2 separate regions of the Mus musculus genome follow, and region 2 is linked to region 1. The links are chromatin contacts, called in public promoter capture Hi-C maps. All regions are on one chromosome and are shown on one strand. The core of a region is the stretch at or near the end of the contact, and the rest is flanking DNA. Distances in the headings are between cores, read along the strand shown.

The links. Capture Hi-C pulls out chosen DNA fragments and counts their contacts.
Region 2: a contact with region 1 is called in a promoter capture Hi-C map of pancreatic islet. A contact is called at or near these places in 10 of 39 promoter capture datasets (the 3T3-L1 cell line, the C10 cell line, the HPC-7 cell line and 5 more), 2 of 130 datasets of targeted methods (bone marrow-derived macrophages and embryonic stem cells) and 4 of 9 other capture datasets (adipose tissue, embryonic stem cells, liver and 1 more).

Annotation. Positions count from the first base shown.
Region 1 is chr19:3,349,770-3,357,159 of GRCm38.p6, reverse strand. It overlaps Cpt1a (carnitine palmitoyltransferase 1a, liver), which reads right to left. Exons shown (of 19, transcript NM_013495.2): 3 at 4,536-4,675; 4 at 672-843. Among named protein-coding and RNA genes, the nearest start is that of Gm36532, 24 kb to the left of the region's middle.
Region 2 is chr19:3,475,184-3,482,573 of GRCm38.p6, reverse strand. It overlaps Ppp6r3 (protein phosphatase 6, regulatory subunit 3), which reads left to right. Exons shown (of 24, transcript NM_028999.1): 15 at 4,210-4,296. Among named protein-coding and RNA genes, the nearest start is that of Gm23940, 11 kb to the left of the region's middle.

The DNA of each region.
Region 1 (7,390 bases), core at 2,045-4,544:
TCGTTGGGGCTTTGGATGTCCTTCCCTGGGCAGACGGCTCATCTGGGTAAGCCAGGCATGAAGCTCTGGGTTTGGTCACTGGCATCTCATAAACATCAGGCATGGTGGTGCAGGAGAACCAGAAACTCAAGGTCATCATTGGCTACAGTCAGGAAATGGCCAGCCAGGGTGACATGAGCCCCCATCTCAAAAACCAAAACTAAACAACAACAAAAGCCTTCACAACCAGTTATAATTTAACAAACACACATGTATATGGTATAACCCTCTCTCTCTCTTAAACATGGTGCCTTGGCCTTAAGGTCACGAAGAAATAGAGAACACTGACGGATTAGGGTAAATCATGTGATCTGACCAACTCAGAAAACCGTCTGGTGTCTGCCTGCAAAGTGGCCCCTAAGGCTACAAAGACCTCCTGGGTGGTACTTATGCTCAATATCCAGCCTGAACCACAGGTCACACAGAGGTGAACAGAGAGATGGCAGAACTCCCAGAAACCATTAGCAAAAGCAGCCCTGGCTCCATCCATGCAAGTGTCATGAGCCATAGCTCTCCCATAGCCAGAGGCTGGGGACAGGTTACACACCAAGGAACAGAGGAGGAAAGGTCTAAGGAGGCAAGGGTCCTGCTCTGACTCGGAGCGGGTCCCCTGGTGGGTGACGGGTGGTTACCATCCAGATTCTGGTGCTGCGGCTCATTTTGCCGTGCTCTGCAAACATCCAGCCATGGTAGGAGAGCAGCACCTTCAGCGAGTAGCGCATAGTCATGATGATCGCCACCCAGAGCCCTGTGCCAAAGAGGACGCCACTCACGATGTTCTTCGTCTGGCTTGACATGCGGCCACTGTGAGGATGGAGCAGACAAGGAGCTAAGACGTCAGCATGGAAGGTGGTAATGGCAGCTACCAGAAAGCGGGCTGACCAAGCACCCTCCCAGCGACAGGAGTGAGCAGGCTGCAGAAGAAGCCTGAGGGACCCCAGTTCTCCAAGCGCCCTGGCAGTCTCTATTCCTCTCAAAATGGGCCAGCCTTGGCTGGGTGCAGCAGAGTGGCCTGTCTCTGGAGGCCCAAGGAAGAATCAAGAGGCCGGCCAGCGACCTGAGCAGTCTTGAACAACACACAGTTTTTCCAGTCTCTGGAGGAATGGTGGAGAGGCTCCTGTGGGGCAGAGAGCTGCTCACGATGGCAACTGCTCCCAGTGGGTGGGACCTGCCAACTGCTGCTCAAAGGGATCCTGGCCCGTTTTCTTCAGATTATAATGCTTTGCCAGTCTCTCAAACATACTTTGCTAGCATTTGCTGGGTTTTGCTGTGCCCAGGGGTGAACTATGGGCTTCATGCTTTCTAGGCAGGGGCTCAACCCCTGAGTTATATCCCCAGTCCTCAGATATAACCTTAAATGCTGTCTTTATTTATAAGAAACTCAAATATCCCAGCAAGCTGGAGGCAGAGGCAGGTAGACCTCTGTGAGTTCAAGACTAGCATGGTCTACATAAGACCTTGTCTCAAACACAAAAACAGAACAAAACAAAGCCAAAAAATCCCCACATAAATAAAAATAAATAAATCTTTTAAAAAACTTAAAAGATTTTTAAATAGTTAAAAATCAAAGTCACCGACTATGAAAGAAAACTCAAAACAAAGTGCTGCTATTTGAGGGGTTATTTCAGTTGTTTTAGAAAAGGAAAAATAGTGACAAAAATAAAAACTAGCCCTTCCCCTTCATGGCTCAGGGGACATCATGGAAGAAGGGGTGGAAAGGGTGCAGCCAGATGTGAACACAACATGGCTGCTGCAGACAAGACTCACTGAGAAGTGGACCAAGCCAGCTGGCCGACCAGGGATCCTCCAGCAGGGGGCGCTAAGGGAACTCAGCGGGTTTTTAAAAAGGTTTGAGTGGAGAGTTGGGATGGGTTAAATCAAGGTATCCTGTTGACGTGTATGCAATTGTCAAGGAACAAATAAAAGAGATCGAGTCTGGCTCAGAGGTTAAGCACACTGGCTGCTCTTCCAGTTATCTTAAGTTCAATTCCCAGCAACCAAATGGTGGCTGATCTATAATGAGATCTGGTGCCCTCTTCTGGCCTGCAGGCACATACATACATACATACACACATACACACATACATACATAATATATGCATAATATGAGGCTGGAGAGATGGCTCAGAGGTTAAGAGCACTGACTGCTCTTCCAGAGGTCCTGAGTTCAATTCCCAGCAACCACATGGTGGCTCACAACCATCTGTAAAGGAATCTGATGCTCTCTTCAGGTGTGTCTGAGGACAGCTATAGTGTACTAAAATAAATAGACAATTCTTAAAAACATATATGCATAATATGTGACTAACACATAATACATAAAAATAAATAAATCTAAAAGCAAAACATAACATAAGAGGTCCCAAATGATCAAAGTAGTAGCATATCTAACCTTCAGAGCTCTGATATTGGAAAACATTAACATCATGTGAGAGACCTATGCTCTGGAGGCCTCGCCTCCCAGAAGAACAGGATGGGTGCCTAGCACAACTGTCATTGGAAGATGCTTCCTCCTGCAGCTGATGGGAACAGATACACAGTGGCTCACACTCATCTGAAACTCTGGTCTCAGGGGATCTGATGCCCTCTTCTGACCTCTGAAGGCACCAGGCACACGTATAGTACACATACACACAGAATAAAATTTAAAGAAAAAATCCAAGCTGGGCATGGTGTCACATGTAGAGGCAAGTAGATCTCTATGAGTTCATGAGACAAGGTTGGTCAACATAGCAACATAGCAAGTTCCAGGACAGCCAGGGCTACACAGAGACCCTGTCTCAAAAAACCAAAAAAAAAAAAAAAAATCCAATAAGGACAAAAAAGTAATTTCACTTTCAGCTGTGCTGATAACCTCTATGGCCTTCCTTTCAGATCTCAGCAAACAAAACCAAAGCAGCCTAGGAGACACAGGCACTCCACCCACACTGGAAAGATGCTTCCAGAACAGCCCCTCAGGCTGCAAGTCTCTGAGCCTTCACCTGACCTTTCTAAATTTGAGCCAGACATGACCCAGTTTACGAAAATAGAGTCTAAGGGACAAAGAAACAAATCGTATAAAGACTGAGATTAAGCAAGGTTTTAGTAGCTGGCGTGGCTGTGTGCAATCCGGCTTTGAGACACACAGCCCATGTAAGAGCAAAGCTTGGCTGTTGGCCTCACAGCTGCCTTGGGCCTGGCAGCCAGCTCAACACTCAGGGAAGCAGGGTGAGCGTTCACAGGACTTTCCTCACCTCTCAGGACAGCACAGGTCCAGTCTTTAGTGACCAGCTCTGCCAGCTGCTTCTGAGAACCTAGCCCCAGCTCGATGTTCCAGGCCCCAGGCAGACAGGACCCTTGGCAGGATGCCTGGACAGGCATTTTTATCTTGTTTCCTACAGTTGCTTACAAAGGAATGACCAATGCTGCCAGGAGGGCTGGAGGCTGAGGAGCTGGCTGGCTTCTCAGTCACTCCTGGGTGTCTCAATCAGAAGGCAGGGCATGCAGACCCATTAAAGACTGACCTCCAGGATTCCCGAGCACCTATTCAAGCTGTCTTAAACATGCCACACTGCTGGGTTAAATCTGCTAGTTGCTCTGAGTCAGCAGAAACCAACTCCTCCAGCTGTGAGTGTTCCCTGGGGCCACTCTCTCATCTGTTTGCTTGTGCAATCCTTCCTAGCATACAGTATCTACAGCTGAACAACCAGGAGAGAGAGAGAGAGAGAGAGAGAGAGAGAGAGAGAGAGAGAGAGAGACAGACAGACAGACAGAGACAGACAGAGATAAGATCCCTGAGTTCTAGGCCAGAACAGCTGGAGCTATACGGTGAGACCCTGTCTCAAAAAAAAAAAAAGGAAGGAAGGAAGGAAGGAAGGAAGAAAGGAAGGGAGAAAGAAAGAAAGAAAGAAAGAAAGAAAGAAAGGAAGAAAGAAAGAAAGAGAACAGAAGAGAAGAGAAGAGAAAAGAAAAGAAAAGAAAAGAAAAGAAAAGAAAAGAAAAAGAAAAACCAGAAGATGGCCAGGATTTGTCCCTAGACAGGATGACATCTACTTTTTTAAGTTCCCAGAATAAACTAAAACTCAAAGCCAAGGAGTAACGCACTTCCCTGCAGGCATCTAAGCCACTGTGAAGGGGCCAAGGGCTGAGTTGTCCCTAAGCAATGACCGGCAGTAAGTTCAGAGGACCAGATCACTGGATGGACCAACTCCAGGGCAACAGCCACACTTGGAGCCATCTTCTGGGGCAGAGATGCCCTCTGAGGTCATCACTGTCTCCATCTTGACCTCAGGAGACAGACACCTGGAAGGCAGGTCCCCGTGCCTCTGCCACTCTTAGCCTAGTCTTCAGAAGAAGGGTGGCAGTGTCTGCAGACTTTCAATAGCAGGTCAGGAGGGCAAAGAGCATGCGGAAAAACAGCGATAGCATAGTTGTACTCAGACATTTCAGAGCGAGGACAGTCAACAGAGGTACCACCATCTTCTTCAAGATGCAGAGGGTGGAGGTGGGTTACTCACGTGGTGTCTAGGGTCCGATTGATCTTTGCAATCATGCCCAGGGAGGGGTCCACTTTGGTATGCATGGATGATATCACACCCACCACCACGATAAGCCAGCTGGAGGGACTCGCGGGGAACACACCAGTGATGATGCCATTCTGGAAAGACATGTGAGCTGTGAGCTGCATCCTCCCCGAGGTCACCATCACTACCTGTCAGCAGCCCTGTGGCAACAGGCAGTTGGGACATCAGGCAGCAGGGAGAAGGTGCCATATATGCAGGCCACCAAAGACCAAAGCCCAGTAGCTGTGTCTCTGCCTGGAGTCACAACTGCCTTACCTTTCTTTACACAGTCTATTCTCTCCCCTGACTTCTGAGCCCAAATGCATCTTGGAAGATTCTCCAAGAAAGGGACTCCAGGTTGGTAAAACAGCCAGGCCTGACTTACCATACAGGTCTCCATATGGTGACTGGCAGCCTGGGCACTGTGAGGTCCCATTCCTACACTGCCACTATCTGCCAGTCAGGAACCCCAGCTCCCAAACTACCCTTGCCCTGTTCCTGAGTCAAGATGTGTTTACAGGAGCCCCCATACCATTGCTGCAAAATAACCCAGCAAAATAAAGTTTACATTAATTTTTTGTTGTTACATTTATTTATTGTACGTAGGTGCATGCAAGGACCATAAGGCGCAAAGGTGGAGGTCAGAGGTCAGATCTCTCCTCCTATTTTGTGGAACTTTGGGTCAAACTCAGGTCATCAGCTGGGCTGCAATCTTGCCCACCCGATTAAAAAACTGGTCTAAAGAACTGAGGTTTGGGGAGAGAAGGCTTGCGTGACTCAACACTGCCCAGACTCCGCCAGCTCTGGGAACCAGGAGGAGGGTAATGGGGAGGGAGAGCTGTTTTTTCTGCTTTGTTGGATGTTTGAGTCTTACAAAAAGTTAATTCTATTTTGTTGTTTTTTTTGGTTTTGTTTTTTGAATGCTGCGATTAGAGAAGTGTGCCACCACACCCAGCATAATAAATTCTTTTAAAAAAGAGATTTATTTATTATATGTAAGAACACTGCAGTTGTCTTCTGACACTCCAGAAGAGGGAGTCAGATCTCATTATAGATGGTTGTGAGCCACCATGTGGTTGCTGGGATTTGAACTCAGGACCTTCAGAAGAGCAGTCAGTGCTCTTAACCGCTAAGCCATCTCTCCAGCCCTGCATAATAAATTCTTAATGGATACACACATTTCACCTCAGCACTTGGGAAGCAGAGGCAGATGGAGCTCTGTGAGTTTGAGGGCAGTCTGGTCTCCACCGTGAGATCCGGGTCAGCCATGAGTACACAGTGAGATCCTAACTCAATAATATTGATATTAACAACAATAACAACAACTGTCCAAGCACGGTGTGGGGGCTCACACATCCTCCAAGCACTTGAGAGGCTAAGAAAGGAGAACTGCCTTTAGTTACAGAGGAGCCTGGCTAGGGTCAGACACCGTCTCAAAAAAGTAAAACTAGGCTGGGACATGGCTCAGTGGGTAAAGCACTTAGCACACAAGCTGGGGGAAGGCCTGGCATTTGGATCTCTAGAATCAATGTAAAAGCCAGGCAGGAATGGCTTTCACCTGTATGTAACCCCAGTGCTCCAGAGGCAAGCTGGCTAACTAGACTAGCCAGACTCTAGACTAGCCAGACTCTAGACTAGCCAGAATCAGTGATCTCAGGTTCTGTGAGAGACTCATCTCAATAAATGAAGCTAGAGAAGAAGACATCTGCTGTAAAGGTTGGGCCTCCATGCATAAACACACTCGTGTGCTCACACACACTCACTCTCACACACTCTCTCTCTCCCCCCACTCCTGTAAACACAGGCAAACAAAACCAAGAAGAAAAACCTTTCAACTAAAAACACATTGTGATGGTTTGTATATTTTCGGACCAGGGAGTGGCAACATCTGGAGGTGTGGCCTGGTTGGAATAGGTGTGTCACTGTGGGTGTGGGCTTAAGACTCTCATCCTAGTTGCCTGAAAGTCAGTCTTCCACTAGCAGCCTTTGGATGAAGACGTAGAACTCTCAACTCTGCCTGCGCCATGCCTGCCTGGATGCTGTCATGTTCCCATCTTGATGATAATGGACTGAACTTCTGAACCTGTAAGCCAGCCCCAATTAAATGTTTTTTGTTTTTGTTTTTATAAGACTTGCCTTGGTCATGGTGTCTGTTCACAGCAGTAAAAACCTAACTAAGACACACATTCTTGGGGCTAGAGAAGGCTCAGTAGTTAAGAGCACTTGCTCTTGTAGAGACCCGAGTTGAATTCCTAACACCCATGTCAGGTAGCTGGTGACCACCTATAATGCCAGATTCAGGGGATCACATGCCTCTGGCCTCTGCAGGCACCTACCCATACACAGACACACAGAGATCTACATAATTAAAAGCAATTTTTAAGATAGGGTCTCATTGTAGTCCAAGCTAGACAGTCCTGCCTCAGCCTCTAAAGTGCTGGGATGACAGGTCACATCACACTGACCTCTGAGAACCTTTCGTTTTTGTGACACATGTAACATGTATGACTGCCTAGCCTGAGCAAACCCCTGGCATCCCTGATGCCAACCAAACCCTAAGAAACCTAATAAAACCCAACAGACATGTCTGTGGTTCAGCACCAGGGAGGACAGAGGCAGAAGAACCAGATATACAAGGCCATCCTCAGCTACATGGAGAATTTCAGGCTAGCCTGAGCTACCTGAGAACTTTTCTTTAAGCAAATAAGACACAAATTCATTAAAGTTTGAAAATAATCCTCTTCAGTAAGGTGCAAGGAATCCAGCTGAGGGGCAGAGGGCAGGCCTGTGTTCCTATTTGGACACTGACT
Region 2 (7,390 bases), core at 3,279-5,778, 120 kb before region 1:
ACCCCTCCCAAACAACCAGATTTAATCAATCAGTCAGTCAATTAAAAGTTCTTCAAATCGTGCTGACATCCTATTAGGTTGCCTTCTCTCCCAAGATTGTGTTGTGTTGACATTGTTGGGTTTGCTTAAGGCCTTTTCAGTTCTTTGGCCCCAGAGACTTTCTCCATATTTCTGCATTTAGCTATAAGCCCTTCAGGTAGGGAATTTTCAGAACTACAGATCTTTCTTAAATATTTAAGGATAGTCTAGCTACCAAAGAAGGGTTTAGCTTTTTCCTTCAGGTTATTTCCCTCTCCAGAATATATTCACTTTATCTTGGTAGGTTTAGGCACATATTCTAGGAGGGCAATAGACTATTATACCGTGGGCCTTGTTTATCCTTGTTTTCAAGGTGACAGTGCCTACGAATGCAGTTTATGGTCTTAGTAAAAGCACATTCCCCAGTGAAATTACCAGTTGAGTAATGAATTGAATATGCCAAATAGATTTCTGGATCTGCTGCCTTCCGGGGTTGCTTTTAAGATGGCTCAGATGCCTCTTCGCAGTGTTGTGGAGTGTTCATAACCTGAGTTACTACATTGGTATGTTGCTTTTGGCCATTTGTATTTTAATGTTCATAAAAAGATAGTTTCAGCCGGGCGTAGTGGCGCACGCCTTTAATCCCAGCACTTGGGAGGCAGAGACAGGTGGATTTCTGAGTTCGAGGACAGCCAGGGCTACAGAGTGAGTTCCAGGACAGCCAGGGCTATACAGAGAAACCCTGTCTCAAAAAAAACCAAAAAAAAAAAAAAAAAAAAAAAAAAAAAAAAAAAAAGATAGTTTCTATTCCCCCCAACCTTCACCACATGTCATCATAAGCTGTGCTGACCCTAGCTCCTGTGGCTCCCACTGCAGCATTCTATCTAATTCAGCTAAATATGTGTGCAGAAGGTTCCTGTGCAGCCACTGTGAGGGAGCTAGAATGTTAAAATTGTATGCTTTAGCCTGGGTTGTTGGGCTTTGTTTTTGTAGTATTTCAGTTTGTAGCCCAGGCTGGATTTAAACCCTGATCTTCTGCCTCGGCCTCTCAAATGTTTGGATTACAAGCATGCACCACCACACCCAACTTTAAGATTTGGTGTTTTATTTTCACCTAAATTTTGCCTAAACCTCTAAACTAAAAATGGACTTAAATAAAAAAGGAAAATGTTTTGTACTACCTTGAAAAATTGAATTTGTCTCAGGCTTTACTTATCTCCCCTGTGAAGAGAGTATTTTAGAAGCATTGACAGATATAGCAGTGATAGGCATGTGCTTGTGTGAATTTCCTGCCGATGTAGCCAGCTAAGATATGAGCAAGATTGTCTGTCCCCAGCCCTGAAGGTGGCAGAAACTTAGGAGAGTTCCAGTAAGGAGGTTATGGTAGCATTGCTAATGAGTCTCAGCAGTCTCCACATGCTTAGCGTGTTCTCTTGGAGCCTTGGTAAAGCAGTGACTCAGTTGTCCCTGATCTAACACATTAGCAGTACTGGAGTGCTGTCATGGAAGAGCGCGCTTGCTTGCATGCCCTGCTAGTCAAGTGCCTGCAGTGCAAGGGAGCCATAGACGCTCGGGAAGCAGCGCTTTGTTGAATAGCCTGTTGTAGGTCACAGTGCTGAGGATCGAATACCAGGGAGCAAATTGAATTGGGAAGTTCCAGATATAGGTTGTCAATGGACTAGTGAAATGGCCCAGCAGGTAAGCACACCTGAAGATCTGAATTCCATCTCTAGAATCCATGTAAATATGGAAGTCAAGAACTGACTAAACAGTTGTCCTCTAGCCTCTACATGTGTATTTTTTAACAATACTTTTAGACACACACACACCACATTACAGACAGAGACAGACTAATAATAAACTTTAAACCCTGGTCAAGGACAACTTTATTGCAGGTGGTGTAGTCCGCAGAGGGAAACAAAGTACAAAGACTCCAGAGGAGGGACTGCAAGTGTTTGCAGTAGGTAGATGCAGAATCTCTGGCTGCTGTGTTAGCCCAAATAAGAGTGGAAGTGAGGACAGACGTAGACAGTGGGACTTTAGCTTTGCATTTAGATAAGAAACCACTAGGTTTAGATATAAAAAGTGACATAATTCCATGTACATGTGGGAAGATTCTGTGGCTTCTGGGCCAACATAGGGAAAGCTGCCTCGCTGACGTTAACTCACTCGCCAGCTGATGGTGCCGTCGTGAGCCATGGTAGGGCAGTTGCAGTGTGAGGGTGGCTGAGCAGCTAAGAACAAGATAAAAAAGCAGCCGAGGTTTTAGCTAAGGAGCATGGAGCTGGCACCTTTGAGCTTCTGGTGCCTCAGAAAGGCTGTGTGTGCTGTTGATCAAGCACTTGGGCTGCACCGAGTTGGTGATGAATGGGTTGGGATTCTGATACCCCACGAGGCAATGAAATCCTCTCTTTAATTCACTGATTCTTTCAGGTTCTTATTGTGTGGGTGTCCTCAGAGTCACACCCTCCATTAACACAGCTGAAGGGCTGCCTACATTGTGCTGTTAGGAATCATAATTGGCTAAAACTATTTTTAGAGAATACATTGTAAAGTAAGTGTGTGTGTACCCAGTGATGTTAGTTGAAGCAAAAGGATCCTTAGTTTAAGGCCTACCTAGCGTAAGTAACTCCAACGGTGAGGGCAACAGTTAAGCAACCCCTGTAAAGGAATCATGTGTCTGGCCCTGCCTCATTGTTCCACAGAAGTTTCCTCTATTTAATGACATGATTAACTCTTGTTTTTTTATAGGGAAGAAAGCCTATGGCAGTGGTTTTCAGCCTTCATAACGCTGCAGCCCTTTAATATAGTTCCTCATGCTGTAGTGACCTCCATACAATTATTTCGTTGCTACTCCATAACTGTAATTGTGCTGCTGTTATGAACCATACTGTAAATACCCGATATGCGGGACACCTGCTATTGGATCCCCAACGGGGTTGAGAGGCACGGACTGAGAACCATTCTGATGGATTCTTTGCAGCATAGCTGCAGTTAGACAGGAGGACTCCTGGGAGCAGCCAGGTCTCTGCTGGAGCTCATTCGGGACTGCTAGCTTGTTTAAATTGTCCTGATTCTGTGTCCTGTGCTCTGGTTGTACCCAGGTATATATCGGCTTAGCATGGTACATACTGGCTGGCTGATGTCAGACTATGAAGCACAGCCTCAGGGTTGGCAGAGGACACTTGTTTTACTTATGTTTAGTACACATTTACCCAGAACAAAAGAGCAGACATCATGGGACACATGACTATAATCCCAGCTCTTGGGAAGGTGAGTGAAGCAGGTAGATCAAGCCTGAGGCAAGCCTAGGCTACTTGGTAAGCCAGTATAGAGAACTCTTAAGAGACTTCAGTAGAAGTGACTTTCAGAAATAGAACATTTCCTTCTAGAATTTTACTGATCGTTCATTGTTATATGTGCTAGCAGTAAGAACTATTATCAGTGCTGGGCTTGGTCGGTGCTTATATCAGTTGGCCATGAATGGTGAGCAGTTCATGTTGGTAGGTTTTTTGTGTGTGTGTATGGGGGGGTGGGGTTTTTTTTTTTGTTGTTTGTTTTTTAAGTTATAGAGAGTAGACTACTTATTCTCTGTGGGGCAGGGAGGGCAGATTTTCAGAGGGTCTTTTATTGATCAGAAAACTGTTGAATGAGCATTTGTGGCCAGGCCAGTGCCTTTCTTGGTATAGGCAGGAAAGTTAAGAAGGAAATAAAATGCTTACCTGTACGGTTGACCTTCCTTGTGGCTCATGAGTGATCCTTAGAGCAGTGTTTTGCCCACAAGGCCTGATGCATACCTGCTGTTTTTGTTTCATCTGCACTTCACTGTTACTTCTGCCTTCCCCCTTCAATGGAGGAACCTTCCTTCTTCCTCTGCAATTCCTGGAGATGCTATTCCTGAGGAGCGAAAACACCAGCCAGCTGGGTGGGTAGCCAGAGTGGACTCTAGATTGACTGGGTGTGCTTGACCACTTAACTGTTATTTCTGGGTTTGTTGTTAGTTTTTTTGTTTGTTTGTTTGTATTTTGGTTTTGGGTTTTTTTGGTTTGTTTGTTTTATTTTGGTTTTTTTGTTTGTTTTTAGTATATTGAAACAAAAGCTGAATGTGATAATTTATTCCATTAAAAATGCTAATGCAAATGTCCAACACTTTTCAATGTTAAATAGTTTTTTACATTTTTATGCATATAGGTTACAACCTGCCATATTCATTCATCCAGTGATGATGAAATTGACTTTAAAGACACGGGTTTCTCACAGGATTCCTCTTTACAGCAAGTGAGTCACACCTAAAGCTTTGCTATTTGTTTTTATCTTAAATGCTTAGTTTAGCTGCCCCTTGGGATCAGCATCTGTCACTATTAGAATGTGGTTTGGGTTTGCTACCAATTAGGCAAAATGATTGGAACAGAGAGGTCTGGGACCTTGCCAGGTAGGCTGATACTGTTGTGTTCTGGGAAACAGTGAGGAATGATGACATTAGTGAGCACTACATGTCACCTCACATGCTGACTGGGCAGGCCTTAATGGTAGTGCATCCTTACTTAGATTCCCGGCACAGACCTTGGTTAAGAGGGACAGAAATAAGAATGAGAGCATTGGAGTGGATTTTGTGCAGTAATCTGGACCACGTGGTGATCTAGATAATCCTTCCTTGGTGCTCTTTAACTGTGTTACATGGCATCTAAATGAAGTTTTAGCTGAAAGCATTCTTGCCATTCCTGCCCCCAAATTGATCAACTCCATGTATTGACTGCATTTTTATCCTTTTAACAACAGCAAAAAAAAAAAAGATCAGTATCAATACATACTGATTTATCATTCTTTAGTCATTCTTGGAAAACTGATGGTTGAATTTATATTTCTACTGGAGGTTGAGTTTGAGAGTTCAGAATAGAAGCAGATGTCTCCTGTTCATGAGGGAAAGCTGTCCTTAGCTGTCTGGTCCAGCATTGGTGTGACAGTGGGATTAAGGAAACATTGCTACACTATATACTGATGGTGCTTGGCTTCTTTCTGACTCTCAGTCGCAGTGGGGTCATTGTGAAGCTTCTGATTTTCTTGTGTGGTTGTTTTTTGCTTGCAAGTTGCATGCCCATCATTACTTCTAGACAGTTGCTTGCTCTTGATGCTGAGACCTTTAGCCTTTCTCAGATGGATTTGAAGTAAAAGTTTATAGTACTTCCTGGTTTCCTTCTGGGTTTGGTTTTTGGTTTTTGGTTTGTTTTGTTTTTCTTTTTGACACTAGCTTCTTTTGGCAGCCATTCTCCTAAATTTAGAGTTAGGGAGCACTGTGGAAAATCAGTGCCTTAAACAGAACACATCTTGCTTTCAAGAAGCACCAGCTTCCCACGCAATCCAACACAGCAAACTGCTGCAAGCAGCCCTGTGTGTGTTGGCAATATTCTGCACTGTCACTTTTACACCGTAGAATATTCAGTCAGCTTGACCAGGCGTGAGCTCAAGTGCATTGCTGTAGCCCTAGAACAAAGCTTAGTGAATCAAATGTGAACTGTCAAGGTGGTTTGTACCAGTTAAAATATAGTATTAAAATAGTACTAAGAAAAAAGATGCCTGGACCAATGAAGTGGCTTGGCCATTGAGATGCTGCTGAACCCACGGGTCTGACTTTGAGCCTAGAACCCACACATAGTAGAAAGAGAGAATTAAACTGACTTGCACACATACACAAAATGAATGTAATTTAGATAGATAGATAGATAGATAGATAGATAGATGGATAGATGGATGGTTAGATAGGAAGGATGCTTTTAACATCTTCCTGACCATGTTGGTAAGCTGTCACACATGCCTTCTTCCCACCCCTGTAAATCAAACTGAAGACTTTGTAGATGCCTAAACTTACAGCTACTGATGTAATCTAGAAGTTATTTTTAGGCATCTAGAAAGTGCATTGCCTTGCTTAGTCCTGGTTCTAGAGTCATGTCTGGGGTGTTTTCTCTCTTATTCAATCCAGTCTACAAAGCTGTCATCCTGAGACAGCCCAGGCTTAGGGGCTTCATCCATCACATGTGACCTCCATATGTATGGAGTAATTACTAGTCACTCTTTTCTGACTGACAGGCTTACAGTAGCTCTATTTTACATAGTTACACTGTGAACTAATTATGTTTTAAAATGAATCTGATCCAAAACATTTTCCTGGAGAAAGAGGGTCAAGGTTATCCTAACAGTTTCATCCTGGTCTCCACTGTTAGCCCAGTGTCAGTTTGTAACTTGTAACGGGTTAAAGCTCTCATTCCTGTTTGAAGTTAGGCTTCCTACTCAGAGCCCAAGTGTGCAGAGTGAGGAGAGTTAGTAACATGGTAACCCTGCCGGGGATGTGGCCTGAGCAGTGAGCCAGTGCCTTGTGACAGATGTGCCTCTGGCCATTATGTTCTGCTCTAGTACTTTCTGCTTTCCTAGCATCTCCTAGACTGTGGAAGGAATAAGCTGTTCCCTCTATTGAGTGGATGGGTGTCAGAGTAAGATGACACCTCTAGCATCTCACATCACACGCAGGCTTGGGACATGCCAGTGGGTCAGATTGAATTTAGAACCGTTTCTGTGCTAAGAGGATGGCGATGTTAGAGCTTGCTGCTCACCCAAGCCAAGATGGCAGTACTGAACAGAGTGCCCCTTAATATTACTACAGCCATGTGTGTTGCTTTCTAGGTTGAGACATATGATTTTGGCAACACTTTGCTTATAGAGTATGACAGCTCTTCATTTTGGGCATACTGGCTTCCATACATTAATAGAAAGCAGATACAAGCAGGAAATTCATTGCTACTTTTATCTTCCCAGGCACTATGCCAGACTGAGAACTGATGAGGGCTCTCTGATCCCAGTTTCTGTCAGTTGCTGTAGCTTTGTCTAGATGTATAGGGTTGATAAATAAAAGTACATGTGTATACACATGAACATATCTGTATGTATGTATGTATGTATGTATGTATGTATGTATGTATGTATACATTTGCATTATATTTGCTGGTTGTGAACTTCAGACAATGTTTCTTTCTTTTCATATCCAAAGAATTGTATTATAAACAGAATGAAAAGTTTGAGGAAAGCCTGTGTCTATAAAACAGAGCTTCTGGGAGGGAATTTCACCTTGTTCTGTGAGATGTCTAGTCTAGATAAATCTACAGTCTGTCTTGCGTTGATTGCTCAGCAGAATGGCCCCACAGGTCTTTTACACACCCTGATAGTAAGCTATATCAGGGTCAGAGGAGCTGATTTCAGGTTTTTGATGATGTGGCTGTGAAGGCTGCCTGCCTGAGTCCCATCTATTCACCCAGAGTGCTCTGTCACCTACAACTTTTGTCTTCCCTTCTGCTCTAACCAACCTCCCATGCCTGCTTCGGTT